Linked DNA regions of Mus musculus: region 2 is linked to region 1. Evidence: chromatin contacts called from public Micro-C data. All regions are on one chromosome and are shown on one strand. Each heading gives the region's core, a stretch centred on a gene start, on an enhancer-like site or on the middle of the called end of the contact. The rest is flanking DNA. Distances are from core to core; before and after follow the strand shown. Region 1 overlaps Gm42040 (a long non-coding RNA gene). Region 2 overlaps Zfhx3 (zinc finger homeobox 3).

Evidence for each region. Hi-C and Micro-C count contacts between places; a contact is called where the count stands out from the background.
Region 2: a Micro-C map of muscle stem cells shows a contact between it and region 1, with 12 times the contacts expected there. The contact joins two enhancer-like sites. A contact is called at or near these places in 1 of 484 Hi-C or Micro-C datasets (muscle stem cells) and 2 of 115 datasets of contacts at active chromatin or transcription factors (astrocytes and embryonic basal ganglia).

What each region holds. Positions count from the first base shown.
Region 1 is chr8:107,788,848-107,795,985 of GRCm38.p6, forward strand. The region is part of intron 1 of Gm42040 (a long non-coding RNA gene); the gene reads left to right. Among named protein-coding and RNA genes, the nearest start is that of Gm42040, 13 kb to the left of the region's middle. Within about 2 kb of position 3,619, at least 23 of the 459 cell types and tissues checked have an H3K27ac peak or open chromatin away from gene starts, as enhancers often do. A contact at or near this core is called in muscle stem cells, where this site is marked.
Region 2 is chr8:108,744,230-108,751,367 of GRCm38.p6, forward strand. All of the region lies in intron 1 of Zfhx3 (zinc finger homeobox 3), which reads left to right. Among named protein-coding and RNA genes, the nearest start is that of Zfhx3, 33 kb to the left of the region's middle. Within about 2 kb of position 4,627, at least 105 of the 459 cell types and tissues checked have an H3K27ac peak or open chromatin away from gene starts, as enhancers often do. A contact at or near this core is called in muscle stem cells, where this site is marked.

The DNA of each region.
Region 1 (7,138 bases), core at 2,369-4,868:
CCTACATCAATTAACAATCTAAACAGTGCTTCTTGAACACTGCCGCAGGCTAATCTGATCTAGACAATTTCTCAGTTGAGATTCTCTTCCTAGGTAATTCTGTGTTGTGTCAAGTTGATAGTCAAAGCTAACCAGGATTACATTGTTCTCTTAAGTCCCATTGTGTGGCCATGGATACATGGCCTCATATCTGTGTATAGATGATGTCACACACATCATCTATGTGTGCACAGTCATGCTCTGTGAAAACTCATAGACCTTCTTGAAAGGAATTTCGCCAGCAGAGGCAGAAAGAGATACTGGGATTCTATCAGGGACTGCATCGCCTCTGAACACCTGCAAACTGAATTTGCAGTGTTTTGTTAACCAACTTTTGTGACTTCCTGTAATGCACATTTCCTCTTCTTCCTCCTTTGCCTTCTTCATCTTCCTCATCTTCTCTTCTTCCTGCCTTCCATTATAACATTTTCTTCCTCCTGTCATGAATTGTTCTGAAATGTTCTTTATCTCAGCACAAGGATTTGTAACTCAGCATTGTAACAATCCTACATTGCTAGGTGCAGATGTCCCTCATTTTGTGGTAGGTAGGCAAGCTAGGTGACTTTTCAGAATGACAAAACTCATCAAAGGACTGTACACAGTCTCTCAGTGGTTTGGTAATCCAGACCTTTTGTCTCAGATCTCTTCCTAAGACTGCAGGCACCCACAGACTGTTTACTTGCTAGGAGGACCATGACTGCTGGTGGGGCTGAGCATGGTATACGCCACTGATACAGTTCAACCCCTCAATTACCTGTCTTGCCATCTTGCCATCTTGCCTAGGAAGGATGTAAGCCCTTGAACAAAGGACCCCAAGACCTTGATGGAACAGTTCCTGTAATTCCCTTAAGTCTTACCTTTTTCACTTTCTCCAATCCCCTGTAGAACTGTTCATTCACAGACTAAGTGTTACTGTTGAGTGCTGTCTGTATGCTGGATGCCCATTGCCACCCAGTCTAATAGGGCATCTCATTAATTAGAGGGCAATTAAAATATAGAACAATGGGTCTTTCCACTGAGCTAGTTCAAGGCAAATGAACTGGCTGTTGTTTTTTCAGTGGTCCCGAGTTGGCTAAAACTACAACTAAGACTTAAGTCTTTAATTAAAAAGTAATTAAAATGTCATTACATTATCTTCCCCCTTTCTTTCTCTCCCTCTAATCACCCTCAAGTTCCTTCCCATCAGCCCCTCCCATGCCCCTCCCTCTCAAACACATGACTTCTTTTTCATTGATTATTATTGTTATTGTTTTACACACACCCACACACCCACACACACAGACACACATACAAATACTACCTGCTGAATTCATTTAGTCTTGCTTATATGTTTGTGATTTTTAGGGCTGACCATTTGGTATTGGATAACCAGTTAGGAGCCTCATCTCTGGGAAGGACTAATTTTCCATCACTCAGCAGTCATTAGTTGCCTGTAGTTTTTTGTTTAGAGATGGGGCCCTGTGAGATTATCCCCTTCCAGGTTAGCATGTCCACTGATGTCGTTATTGTTTTGATCAACTTTCTAGGCAGCCGTACTGCTGAGGTGTTGCCTCCCTCCCATTTCTAGGAGACACAATCTCACAGAAGAATTCCTGGTCCTCTAGGTCTTACAATCTTTATACTTCCTCTTCTTTGGTGTCCCTGAGCCTTAGGAGCGGAAGTTATGTTGTATATATATGTCAGTTGGTGTCAGGCACCACATGATCAGTTGGTCTCATTTTGATTGGTTGTGGTTTTCTGTAATGTCTTTGCTGCAAAAGAAACCTCTTTAATGAAGAGTGAGAGCCACACTTCTCTGTGGGTATAGGGACTTTTAGAATGCAGTTAGAAGTTATGCTCTAGTAAAGTGTTGATAGTAGGATCTCCCCTATGGACCATGAGTTTGCTAGCCCTAGGTAAGTGATTATTAACAGGCATGGTTTACTTCTTGTTGAGCAGGCCTGGGGTCTAATTAGAGTGCTATTGGTTACTATAAAGATACAAATGCCCCTGTTTCACATTTAGGGGTGTCTTGCCATGCTGGTCATGGCTGTGGTTCCTGTGTGTCACTGCCAGCTAAGACATCTGATTGCTTCCCTCCACCCTCAGCTTACACAGTACCTTCTAATAGTCTGGAACTTAGACCCCAGGGAGGTGGTTTTCAGGTCAGATTCAGATATGTCTTTTGCATTCTGGTCCAAACTATGGTGCCTTCAGCAACAGGGAGGTGTTCAAAGACAACAGCAATCGCCTTGTTTTGAGAGTTATCTTCAAGTAACTTGACCAACAACATGAGAGGTTTCTTGTGCCTGGCACTGGGGTTTTATTATATATTCTATGGGTCACATGGAGGAGCAATGTCAGCCCAGTGGCTTGATTTCACTTAAGATATGTGTGTGTGTGTGTGTGTGTGTGTGTGTGTGTGTGTGCACGAGTGTATGTATAATTTCATTTAATATGTTTGTGTGTCTGTGTGTGTATAATTGGTACAAATAGAGAATATGGCTCCTTAAGGCTTTTTCAAACATCCTTAGTATTATTTGTCCTTTCTCTCTCCTCCTCCTTCTGTATTGACCTCCAAAATCCTGTCTATCTATCCATGCAGGTTGTTTACATTGTATCTTTGAAAAGGCCAGGATGCTATGCCTCTTAGTTACACAGTGGATTTCCAAGTATTTACTTGACTAAAGGAGCTTGGGAACAGATTTTTTTTCTCTCCTGTCACTTTGACACACTGGCAAATTCTCAGAAAACCTGCATCTGCCCGGACATGACAAGTCAGGAGGTTTGCTTCACTGTAGTGGAATTTTAAAAGCTTGTCCTCCCTCTCATTTATTTAGTTTGTTCAAACTAACAAACACTTGCAAGTAGGTCAGCGCTACCTCTGCGGAACAGAGCATTTTTCTAGAAATGACTAGAATGGTGAGAAAGGCGGAAGTTCTGGAGATGGGGCATCAGATGGTGGTTAATGCTCACCATGGCTTTGTCCCAGCTGCCAGTGTTGGGGATATGGAAGATGCTAGACCCATTATTAAGTCTGTTGTAGAGCAGGCAAGAATGGGGGCAGTCATGGGAATCAGGGAAGAGAGTGGCTGAGGGACTTTCTCTGGTTAGCGCATCTGAAACTTGTCACATTTACTACCCATCCCCTGAATCTGTGACACCAGATCCATTGAAGACGGATTACTGTTGTCACTCTGGCAAGCTGTCATAGATTTTCAACAGAAAATAGAGACCACTTACAGCTTAGGCCATAATTCTTTTACGGGTTTTAAAAATGTTTAAGAAAGAAAGATCTTGAGGGAAAAGGCAATGGATTGATGGAATGTTCGGGCCAAGAAGAATTCAAATGAGTGAAAATGGTATTTTGAGTTTGTTTTGTGGCCAGTAACTATGGGATGTGCTTTCCCCACTTCCTGTCATATTATGCTTTGAATAATTCTCTGTATCTCCTCCTTTGGACAATTAGTAGTGCTGGAGACTGTGGACTGTAGCTACTTCCAAAAGATTGTGCTGTTGAAATTAACCTGGGTATGCTGTTTTAGTACATTGTTGCCAGCCCCGGACAAGCTCTGACCCTGAGTAACCACATCTCCCCCACAACATCTGCTGCGATTGCCTAAAAAGTTCAATGAGTCACTCCTCCTAGCAGGCACCACTAGAGAGAAAAGAAGGCAGCCTTCAGTCTCTCATGCTGTAATACAAATCTCCCAGGTTCCAGCTGAGAACTCAGATTTCTGGGATGTCTGTAGAGACAGAAAGAAGCAGTCTGAGAACAAGTTCTAATCCCCGGCACCATGTGGTTGCTGGGATTTGAACTCAGGACCTTTGGAAGAGCAGTCAATGCTCTTAACTGCTGAGTCATCTCTCCAGCCTGTTTTTTAAATATTTCAAGATATTTGCTTACTAACAAATACCCTGCTGCCACACCCCACTGCTTGAAGTCCTTAAAACAAGTAAGTATCAGTTCTAGCAACTAAACAAGTCTATTACAGGAGTCAATCAATGAATGACTTATTGGCCACAGATATGTGCCCAGGAATTTTCCTCCTGGAAGACAGAAAGGGCAATCTGTTAATCCATATTTTGCTTTCTACTTATAAGAACCCGAGGCAAGCAATTAGGACTTTTGCTATTCGAGGATGCAAATGTGTATGATGAATGGTGGCCATTATTTTAATCTCGCCTCTGTCATTTCACGGTTGCATTATGACCACTTGTCTGATGTATTTAATTTCCTAAATTTGTGTTCCATGAAAAATGGAAACTGTATTGATTTAACATCAGAAAAATGTACAGCAGTTAATAGAAAAAAAGCTGCATCTAATTTTGTTAATAAACTATAGATGGCAAAATGACATGCAGTTTGGATTTCCGAAGCACTCGGAACTCACATCTTTCTGTAATATTAATTATGTAGTTTTAGAGTTTTTTTTGGCAAGAGAATAACTCTATGTTGTGATATCTTTGCATTATTGTTCCTCAAAGTAGGTCTAAAATGTTAATATAAATGGAGCAAATTCCCTGGTGGGTTGTACAGTAAGCCAGAGGGTGTAATGTTTGCCTTAGAGGATGTTCCTATGAAGATTTTCAGAACAGACCCTCTGGCCATTGGGAGTACCCTCAACCTTGACACATAGAGATTGTATTTATGTCAACTGACACACATTTGTCTTTATATGTCACGAGTTCAAACGTGGTTTATTCAGATTATATCCAGAAGCACTGTGAGGTTTAGTAGTCAATGCTGGGAGCATGTCTGTGATCCAGGCCCCTCTATTTATACACTGTGCTGTGTTTAATTAGTTATCCTATGTCTCAGTTTCTTTAACTGTAAAATGGGGTCAGATTAAAACCTCAAACAGAGTAAGAACATATGTATTAAGGGGTCCAGGAATTCAGGTTTTCTGAATTGGGGAGAGATGAGATTTGGTCAGAAGTTCCAGGATTGATCCAGAATGTACAACAGAGAGCCTGATTGATCTAGGATGTACGATGGAGAGCTTGGCCATGGCCCCAGGGCATCAAGAGCTCTGAAGGAGCTTAGGTTGGGCAGTGCCCCATTGAGAAGTGTTCTGAGTAACACTACTGTGGTTGAGTTCAGGAGATGCGTTGGCAGAGGCTGGAGAGTAGAGAGGGTTAGTGAAGAGTCAAAGAAACATGGTGGCCAAACTGAATCCAGCTTGTATGCCAGTGCAGGTAGGCAAGTAACAGACTGGACGGCTGTGGAAGGCACTGTATCAGTGATGACTGGCGATGGTTTGGATGTCTTGAGGGAGAGGATGAGTGTCGAGTGATGATCAAGGTACCTGGCAACAGCCAACGAAGACACTGCTCTTTTCCCTGTGGGAGGAATGTGGTCAGCCAGAGCTGCTGTTTGGGAGCGGAGAGTAGACAAGCCTCATATCAATGACTTCTTTGTCTGAGGACCCAAGTAATCCCCATTCTGTTCTGTACAGAGCAGAGAATGCTTTTCCATAGATGTATCTCAAGCTTTGAATAAGTGAGTTCATCACGTCTAGAATGAGCCAAAGTCAAAGAATAAATGTTGAGCAACAGATAGGCAATGGATGGAAGACGTCACCCAACCAGCTCTCAAAGCACCTTACAGAAACTGACTGAGTGCTTTTAAGACAGCCAGTTAAGGTCCCAATAGGGAGAGTCCCAGGCAAGCCGAGTGACTCCCTGGATGACATTGCCTTAATTAGGCTTTCTATTACTCTGGTGAAATACCACGGCCAAAAGCAAGTTGGGGAAGAAAGGGTTTGTTTCTCCTTACACTTCCACATTGCAGTCCATCATCAGAGGAAGTCAGGGCAGGAACCCAAGGTAGAAACCTAGAGTCAGGAAATGACATAGACGTGGAGGAGTGCTTTTTACTGGCTTGATCCTCAGGGCTTGTTCAGCCTACTTCCTTACATCCTGCAGAACCACCTGCCGAGGGAAGTTGTGCCACCCATAAGAGGCCGGACCCTCAGACTTTAGTCATCAATCAAGAAAATACCCTGCCAGCTTGCCTACAGCCAGATCTCACGGAGGCATTTCCTCAATTGTGATTCCCTCCTCTCTGATGAGTCTAGCTTGTTTCAGTAGCCAGCACAACACCGTGGGTACTTATATACCATGGAATAAACAGCAGTAACCTCTGGCTAACATCTGGCTGTTCTCAAGAACACACTGTTTTTACTCTTGGGTGGTGTTATTGTACTTTCCTCCCCACCGTGTAGAGCTGGGTTGGTAACATCCCCAGATAAGGAGGCTTAGAGGTCGCTTGAGATATAAATGTTCTGTGTCTGAAGAAGAAGGAGCGCCAGCCCATTTCTGGAGCCAACTTCCCTGTGATCTCAAACGGCACGTGACGATTTACCGAGCCAGTGAATTTACACAGTCAGACACATTGGAGAGAAAAATTACATCTGCACTGAACACGTATGATCTGCATCCTCATGATTATTTCCTAAACAACATAAGCTAACTCCTTATTAGGGACTCTTCCCGATGCACAGGAAGGTGTGATAGCTTGTAAACGAATATTATGCTGCTTATACAAGGGACTTGAATATCTGTATATTTTGATATCTAGGGATCCAGAAATGAACCTCCTAAAGATCCCAAGCAGTGGTTGAAATTGGCCACAGGCTGAAGGGTATGAGATACTTAGAGGGGACAGGTATATGCTGTTAAATATACCATGTGGGGATAAATCTCTGGCTAGTGTCTATAGGAGCCCAAGACAGCACCACTCCCTCTAGCTCTTAGGATGTTGGATGACGCAGTTGATAGTCTTTTTTAACTTTTTATAAAATTAATTTTAGTTCTTTCAAAATGTTTATTTATCTCTCTGTGTGTGCGTGTGTTTGTGTGTATGTGTGTGTGTGTGTGTGTGTCCATCCATGTGTACATGCTTACAAATGCACATAGAAGTTAGAGGACAACTTGCAGGGCAGTAGTTAGCTCTTTCTTTCTACTATGTGGGTCCTGGGGATGGAGCTTAGGTCATCAGGCTTGGTGGCAAGCACCTTTATCCCCTGGTCCATCTCACTGGACTCATCTTGTAATTTATAAAAGTTATTGTAATGTGACTCTTTTCTGAGTATATAGAAAATCCAATGTGGCCAGG
Region 2 (7,138 bases), core at 3,377-5,876, 960 kb after region 1:
CTGCAGGTGCAAAGGCCTAGCAGAGTGTGTCCTCAGGACAGTGCTCAATAGCTCACTAGGAGCTGGAACTGTCAGGGTAGGTTGGGCTAGGGTTCCTAAAAAGACAGGTTAGGGGATAAGAGAAGGCATCATTTAGCTACCTAGCCAGCCAGGGCCTTGATGGGGGAGCCCAGGAAAATATAGGAAAGAACTGTGTTGGCAAGATCTCAATGGCTTGGCTGGGGCCACCACGAGGATAGAGGACAGGAGTGAACTTGGAATGTTTTCAGATAATCCTTTAAGCATTTCTTCTCCTTCAGCCAGGAGAGGATACTCTTCTGGGGCATCTTTCCGTACCCGCCTCTCTGGACCCAAACAAAGACAAGACGCTTCTCCCCACCCCCACCCTGTGTGCTTGTTGCCCAAGTGTACAGGAAACCCCAAATCTGGCTCGGGGTACCATGCTAATCACTGTCTTCTAGTGTCCCTGTGTCATATCAAAGCTGTATTTAAGGATGAGAAGTGACCAGCCAACATGGTGGATATGTACCTGAACTTGGATGGCAGATACCAGGTCCACTATTAACACAGGAGTAGGGGCATTCTGCCTGAGTGACGCTCTTCTCACCAGGGCGTGAGAGGACAGTCTTACTTAGTTCCAGCAGAGGTTAAAGATTGACTATCGATGGACGTTCATATGGGAGGAGTTGGTGCTGGTGTTTTGGGCTTTAAAGGAGGCCATGCGTTTGTCATATGGTACGATCTAAGGAAGATGAGGGTCGGGGGGCTGACTTTTAGGAGTGGGCACTTCAGAAGAAACAAAGGTGTGTGTATGTGAAAGGAAACTGGTCAAGTAGTGCAGTCTCTGCACCTCGACCAATCAGAAGCCGTGCTGGCCGAAACTCACCTTCCCTTTTCAGGATACATGGTCATGTTTTCACAAGCCAGGAGACTGAGCAAGAACCTTTTATGGAATCGTGGTTAGTTTTCAAAAACTCTATTGCCTTGCCTGAGGTGGTGCCTTGTACAAGCCACCAAACATGAATGTTTAAATCCTATTGAGTAATCTCACTTATCCCAAACCTGAAAACCATACTGTAATAGATCATGTATTTTTGTTAATGTATTATTATTATTATTATTATTATTGGTCAGTTGTTAACATGAAGACTGGGAAAGAGTCAACCAGGAGAATTGGGAGCATGGGTTTGGGGGTGTTTCACCTGGGTAGATGTCTGGCCTGTGATGGAAAGAACTGAGTACATTAGGACTAAGGCCCTAGTAGGATTCACTGTGCAATGTGAGAACAGTCAAAGCATGGGAACCATTAGGTAGTTGCTCTACAGCAATACATTTTCTGTCTGCCTGGCCTTTGGTGGGCTGTCCTGTATACTGTTGAACCTCCATTTGGCCCCAAATGGCCTGTCCCTGAGTGGTGTGTAAAATCTAGTCCTGGAAAGCTGGTTCCTCTGGAGGTGTTGGGCAATTGGGGCCGGCGGGCAGCCAGCTTCTGATGTGGTTGGGCTGCCTGGCTCACACCTTTCAGGTGCTGGAGAGATGGCGAGATCCAATGGCCCCAGGCTACCACTGAGGCGGGCAGGATGCCACCACCTTCCTGAACCGCCTCCTCTCTTTGTCTTCAGGAGCCCAGTGGGCACGGGCTTGGCTTTCCAGTTCTTCAGACAGGCTGCTGGGCTGGCATCGTGGCCAGGCTATAGGCCAGCCCACCTGTGGGATGTATTTATTGGGCAAGGTTGGTTGGCCTAGTATCTGCCCACTTGGGAAGAGAACTGTCTTGATTGTTTTATTTTAGCTCAGGGTCTTATATTGGATCAAGTAAAAAATGTTTCTTTGGCTTGTTTTGGATATTTGTCAATCTCATATTCAGTAGGCTATCCTGGGAGGTTTTTTACTAAGTACTTGAACTTAGGGTTTCTGTGACTGTATTTTTGAATGATAGGGGGGAAAATTAGGTCCAGTTAGCTCCCAGGAGCTAGAGACAGGTGTGACTCTCCTGAGGTTGTCAGGAGTGTCCTTGTTCCTTAAATCAAGGAGGATTATGTTAGATTTTCTTATTGGTGGTGTAAGGAGTGAGTACAAGTTCGGTGTTCTAAGCTAACACACATTGTCTCACAGCCAGAGCTCCAGAAATTTACAGCATCAGCTTGACCGGGTTGGAGGTAGGGTGGATCCTTCTGGAGTTCTGTGAAGCGTGTTCTTATCTTCCTACGTTCCCGGGGAAACCCGCATTCCTTGGCTGCTGATCTTTCCCCCACATGCCTCTCTGCTTCATTCTGTTTTTACCTGTGCACTGGGTCTTGTCCTTTGTCCCTGACTTAAGGAACCCTGTGATTACAGCAGGGCCATCTTGATAATCCAAGATAATGTGTCCTATTTGGAGATCCTTAACTCTATCCCATCTTCAAGGTCTCTTCTGCCATATAAGGCAATACACTCCCAGATCCAGATAAGTCAGATGCGGGCATGTTGGAAGGCTGGTCTTTAACTCACAGTGGGGTGCTGTGGGGGAGCTGCTGTAGTTGGTGGGTCTGGAAGTGTGTGGTTGGAGGGTAAAGGTGATGCCAGCGCTACACACTGACATCTTATGTTATCTCTACCTGTCTCACTAAAGACCATCTCTTAGAAATAGGGAGGGAGGCTTAGATGCAAACTTTAGAAGCCTCTCTCCTTCCCAAGCAGTGTGGTATTTATTGTTTGGCTAAAACTATAGTATGTTGAGCTCCTAAGGGTAGAAGTTGAGAGAGAAAGGAGGAGAGAGTATGTAAAGGGTCTTCACGTGAGTCTGTGGCGGATGAGCTCAGGCAGTGTAGAAGGAAGCAAAGGTTACAGTTAGATGGGCGTGGTGTGTTGGTCACTTAGAGGGGACAGGCAGGAAAGTGTGCATGGTGGTGGTTTCCTCTCCACCTTCCTTGTACTAGAGATGATCAGGGGATGTGGGAATGACTGGTCTGTGACATAGCGTCAAAAATGGAGCCAGATGACAGGCCTCATGGCTTCATTGTGACTTTTTTGGCAGTTTTTAGGGGAGCAAGGAATCCTGATTCGGTTTCTGGAGTGCGTTTTCCATCTGTGGGTGCATTTTCTACTAACCAGGGTCATGCAGATGGTTCATTTCTTGGCCAGACTCTAGAGGTATTCTTTTTACTTTTTAATTTTTTTTATTTTTTGGTTTTTCGAGACAGGGTTTCTCTGTGTAGCCCCGGCTGTTCTGGAACTCACTCTGTAGACCAGGCTGGCCTTGAACTCAGAAATCCACCTGCCTCTGCCTCCCAAGTGCTGGGATTAAAGGCGTGTGCCACTATGCCTGGTTCTAGAGGTATTCTTAAGAACTTAGTGGAACTGATTTTTTGGGGGTGGTGGTGGGTGTGGGTGAGTTAGAATTATTAATAATATCATGGAGCAGTGTATTAAGTTCTAGGTAAGCATCTCCCTCCACCACCAGGTGCTGGGACTTGAACCCAGGGACGTGTGGCAAGCACAAGTTCTCCCACTGAGCTAACCACCCACTCTCTAGGGAAGAATCGCCAGGGCAGAAATCTTGGGTAATGATGTTCCCAGATTGCAACACTCTCAAAACTGGGAGATAACACGATTTTCTTTTTCGACTCAGTTACCAAGATCAAGAAGTCTTTCCAGGTTAGAGCAGTGTCTGCTCTTCCAGAGGTTGGATTGGCAGCACCTACAGGGTTGTGTACCTTCCTCTGTAACTCCACTTTCAATACTGGGGACGCAAGGCTTGCACACAGTGCATTTGCAACCAGGCAGGCAAAACACTCATATATAAAACAACCCCCCCCCAAAAAAAAAGGGAAAATAAAAACTTAAGGTTACTCTTTTAAGAAGAGTTAGTTTCAGCCAAGTTCCAAGAAGAACTTAGAGGAATTTAGTCCTGGCCGCCAGTGGGCATTAGGCTCTAGACTCAGGCTGAGTTGAGACCCAGCACAGCCAAGTTCTGGAGATGAACGGGGTGTACGGTTTCTGCTTACTGCAGGATGTTCCTGTCCGTGCTTTGGTGTTGGAGAATTGAGGCAGGGTCCCCTGTCAGGCGGGTTCGGCCTCTGACCGTGGCAGTGTAGACACTGGTTCAAGCTGCCTCTGCTTTTCAGTGTTTCTGACATTTGCCTGCAGCATTTAGCATGATTTCATCTTTTTTTGGTTTCGTGAGCCGATAGTGTCCCTTCCGGTACAGATTCTTGTTTTGGTAGCCGTGGAAAATGCTTCCTCTTTGGGCTTAGGAAACAACTGTCAGTTTTCTAGACCTAGACAGGAACTTATCCAGTAGTCCCAGAGTGTCCGTGAAGACCTCCCTTAGTAGCAAAACTGGCGTGTTCCCACCAAAAGGCATCTACAAAGGACATCTTAATTCTACATATGCCTTTAAAAATTATTTATTTTTATTTATTTATATAAATTGCAGCATTATCTCTTGGGAAAGATTTACCTTAAATCTTAAAAAAAAAATCTACCCCTAAGTTTACAGCATTAGCACATATGTAGTGCCAGCCCTTGTGGTACTTAGTTTAGGAGGTGAATGGATCCGGTGGGTCAGACCTTCTGGACACTGCTACTCTGAGGGTGTAGCTTCCAAAGACAGACCCGACATATTCAGCAGACTGGAGATTCCTGGCTGCCAGCTCAGTTCTTTTATGAGGTGTCTAGAGTCAGCTCCCCAGAGAGGAGGAGGCTAAGATGAGGTCACCTGGTCCTGCAGGTCAGCAGGGGAGGTTCTGCCCTGGGGCTGTGTGCCCAGTCCTTGGATAATGCGGTATTTTCGCTTTAATGCATCTGAAATGTGGATTATACTATTAATTACTGCAGGACAAAACAGGATTAGTGCAGCTGCTCCGCTCTCCTCTCTGCACTTTTACACTTCCCCTTTGCTAGGGACCAGCCAAAAGGGCAGTTGGTTTTCCTGTGGTCTCTCTTTTGTCTTAGCCGCAGGGGGTGCTGAACCTCTGGGGCTCAGAAGACAGAGAATGTGAGCGAGGCCGCCAGGCTTGCAGGGGCCAGGGGTGGGGTGGTTTCCTTCCCTATAGCTGGGGCTTTTTTTTTTTTTTTTCTATGTTCTGAGGGTGTCTGGAGGGTGGCCTGGCCTCTGTAGGAAGAGTTGTTACAGTCTCTGAGCTGTCAGGTTTCTGCAGCTGGAGTCGTGGTGCCACAGAGTGTTGTTCTGTGTGTGGAAGCCCACAGGCATCCAGTGGGTTGAGACTTTCTTATGTAGTGAGAACTTAGAGAAAGGAGACTTGTGGGATGGCTCACGGGGGTAGGGGTGGGGTGAGGGGGGAGAGCTTGGTCCATCTCAATCCATACTCACACACACACACACACACACACACACACACACACCACACAGACACATATACAGAGACACAGACATACACACACAGACATACACAGATACACAGACAGACACACACAGATACACAGACAGACACAGATACACATCCAGACAGACACAGAGACAAATAGACACACACACAGATTCATATATACAGACACACAGAGAGACACAGAGCCACACAGACACACACACATATAGACACAGAGACAGACACACAGACACACACTTTCTTTTTATTTTTAAAAAGTGTAATGGGAAGGCCTTGACTTAGGCTGCTTGTCTCTAGCCAGTGTGTGAGGGTGGAGACTAGCGGCCTGCAATGAGGTAATGCCCTTTGTATTTTGAGAAGCTCTAAATCCCCAAGCTTGGCTACTTCTCCCTTATCTTTGCATAAAGCATTATAGATTTTAAGTAATATATGATTACATTTTCTATTTTTCCCATATTCAAGCTAGTGTGCTCATTTTTCATCCATATGGAATGAATTTTTTTTTTAAGTGGATGAGGCGTTAAATAACCACACCTCACTAACAGTGTTCCCAAGAGTGCATAACTTGGTAGTGTTTGCAGTTCTGTAGAATGTAATAATCTGTCGTGTGCAGGCGTGTGGATTTCTGTTTACTGGCATCCTTCATTAGAGGGTAACATAATATACAGAATTTCCCAGTTGCAGAAATTAGAAGTAGGAAGCAGCTTCCTTCAACAGAAACTGGAAAACTGATTTATGGACTTCACTTTTCTTCTCTCTCTCCAACTTGAGAAAGTGACAGAGTCCTCGAGAGGAAGGAAAGGAGTTGATGTGGCAGAAGACCTTTTATCACAGGTTAATTCAATTAATTTGGGATCGCCATTCACACGGAGCAATAATGGGGTCCGCAGCCGCAGAGATGCACAGCAGCACTTGAGAAGATAGGAGAGGGTGGGAAAAACTGAGACTGTCTTCTCCACTTCACCCTGTGAATTGGGAGTTTTCAGAATAGCAGCCTGACTGAATACCAGTGAACTCATAAGGTTGATTTTTCGCCCCCAGTTTTCCCCAAGATCTTACTTTTTTTTTTTTCCAAACTTGGAAATCGTACAAATTACAGAATTAAGAGGTTATTTATTTATTTATTTATTTACTTCTTTTTATCTGCCTTTTCTCTTCTCAGGCCATAGCTATAACATCATAGGGCCAAGCCTTGCTCAGGGAACCAGAACTCCGACTTTCACTTAAAGTATGGGCACTGATTGGGTAATATATTTGGAATTTCTGTGGTTTTATTTCCATTGAGGGACAGTGTGCTTATTAATTAATGAAAAGGGGCTGGGGGTGAGTTCCGTGGATAAGAGTGCTGGCTTAGCATGCAGGAAGCCCTGGGCTTGATCCCTCCTATTACATAAACTGGCAATGGTGGCCCAGGCCTGTGACCTCAGCACTTGGGGCGTGGCCAGAGACACAGAAGTTGTCATCCTCAGCCACGTAAAAGCTTTCCAGATCAGCCTGGCCTGCACCAGACTCTTAGACAAACTAGAATTGACATGTTCCCCTGTTCACGAGTAAAGCATGCTGTACTACGGTCACGAGGAAGACCTCAGCGTTCAGAGAACCAAGGTGTAGCGGTCACTGCCAAGTTTGCGTTTAGGGGACACATTTGTAGTTTGAAGCCCGTCCGTTATTAAATGGGGGGTAGTGAGAATAAATGGATTTAACTTTCAGTTTAGAGTTGGGAAGAATAAGTAAGAAAAGATGTATTGAGAAAGAATACTAGGAAACAAGTGGACTTAATGGGCCAGGCCAATCGAAACATTTGAATT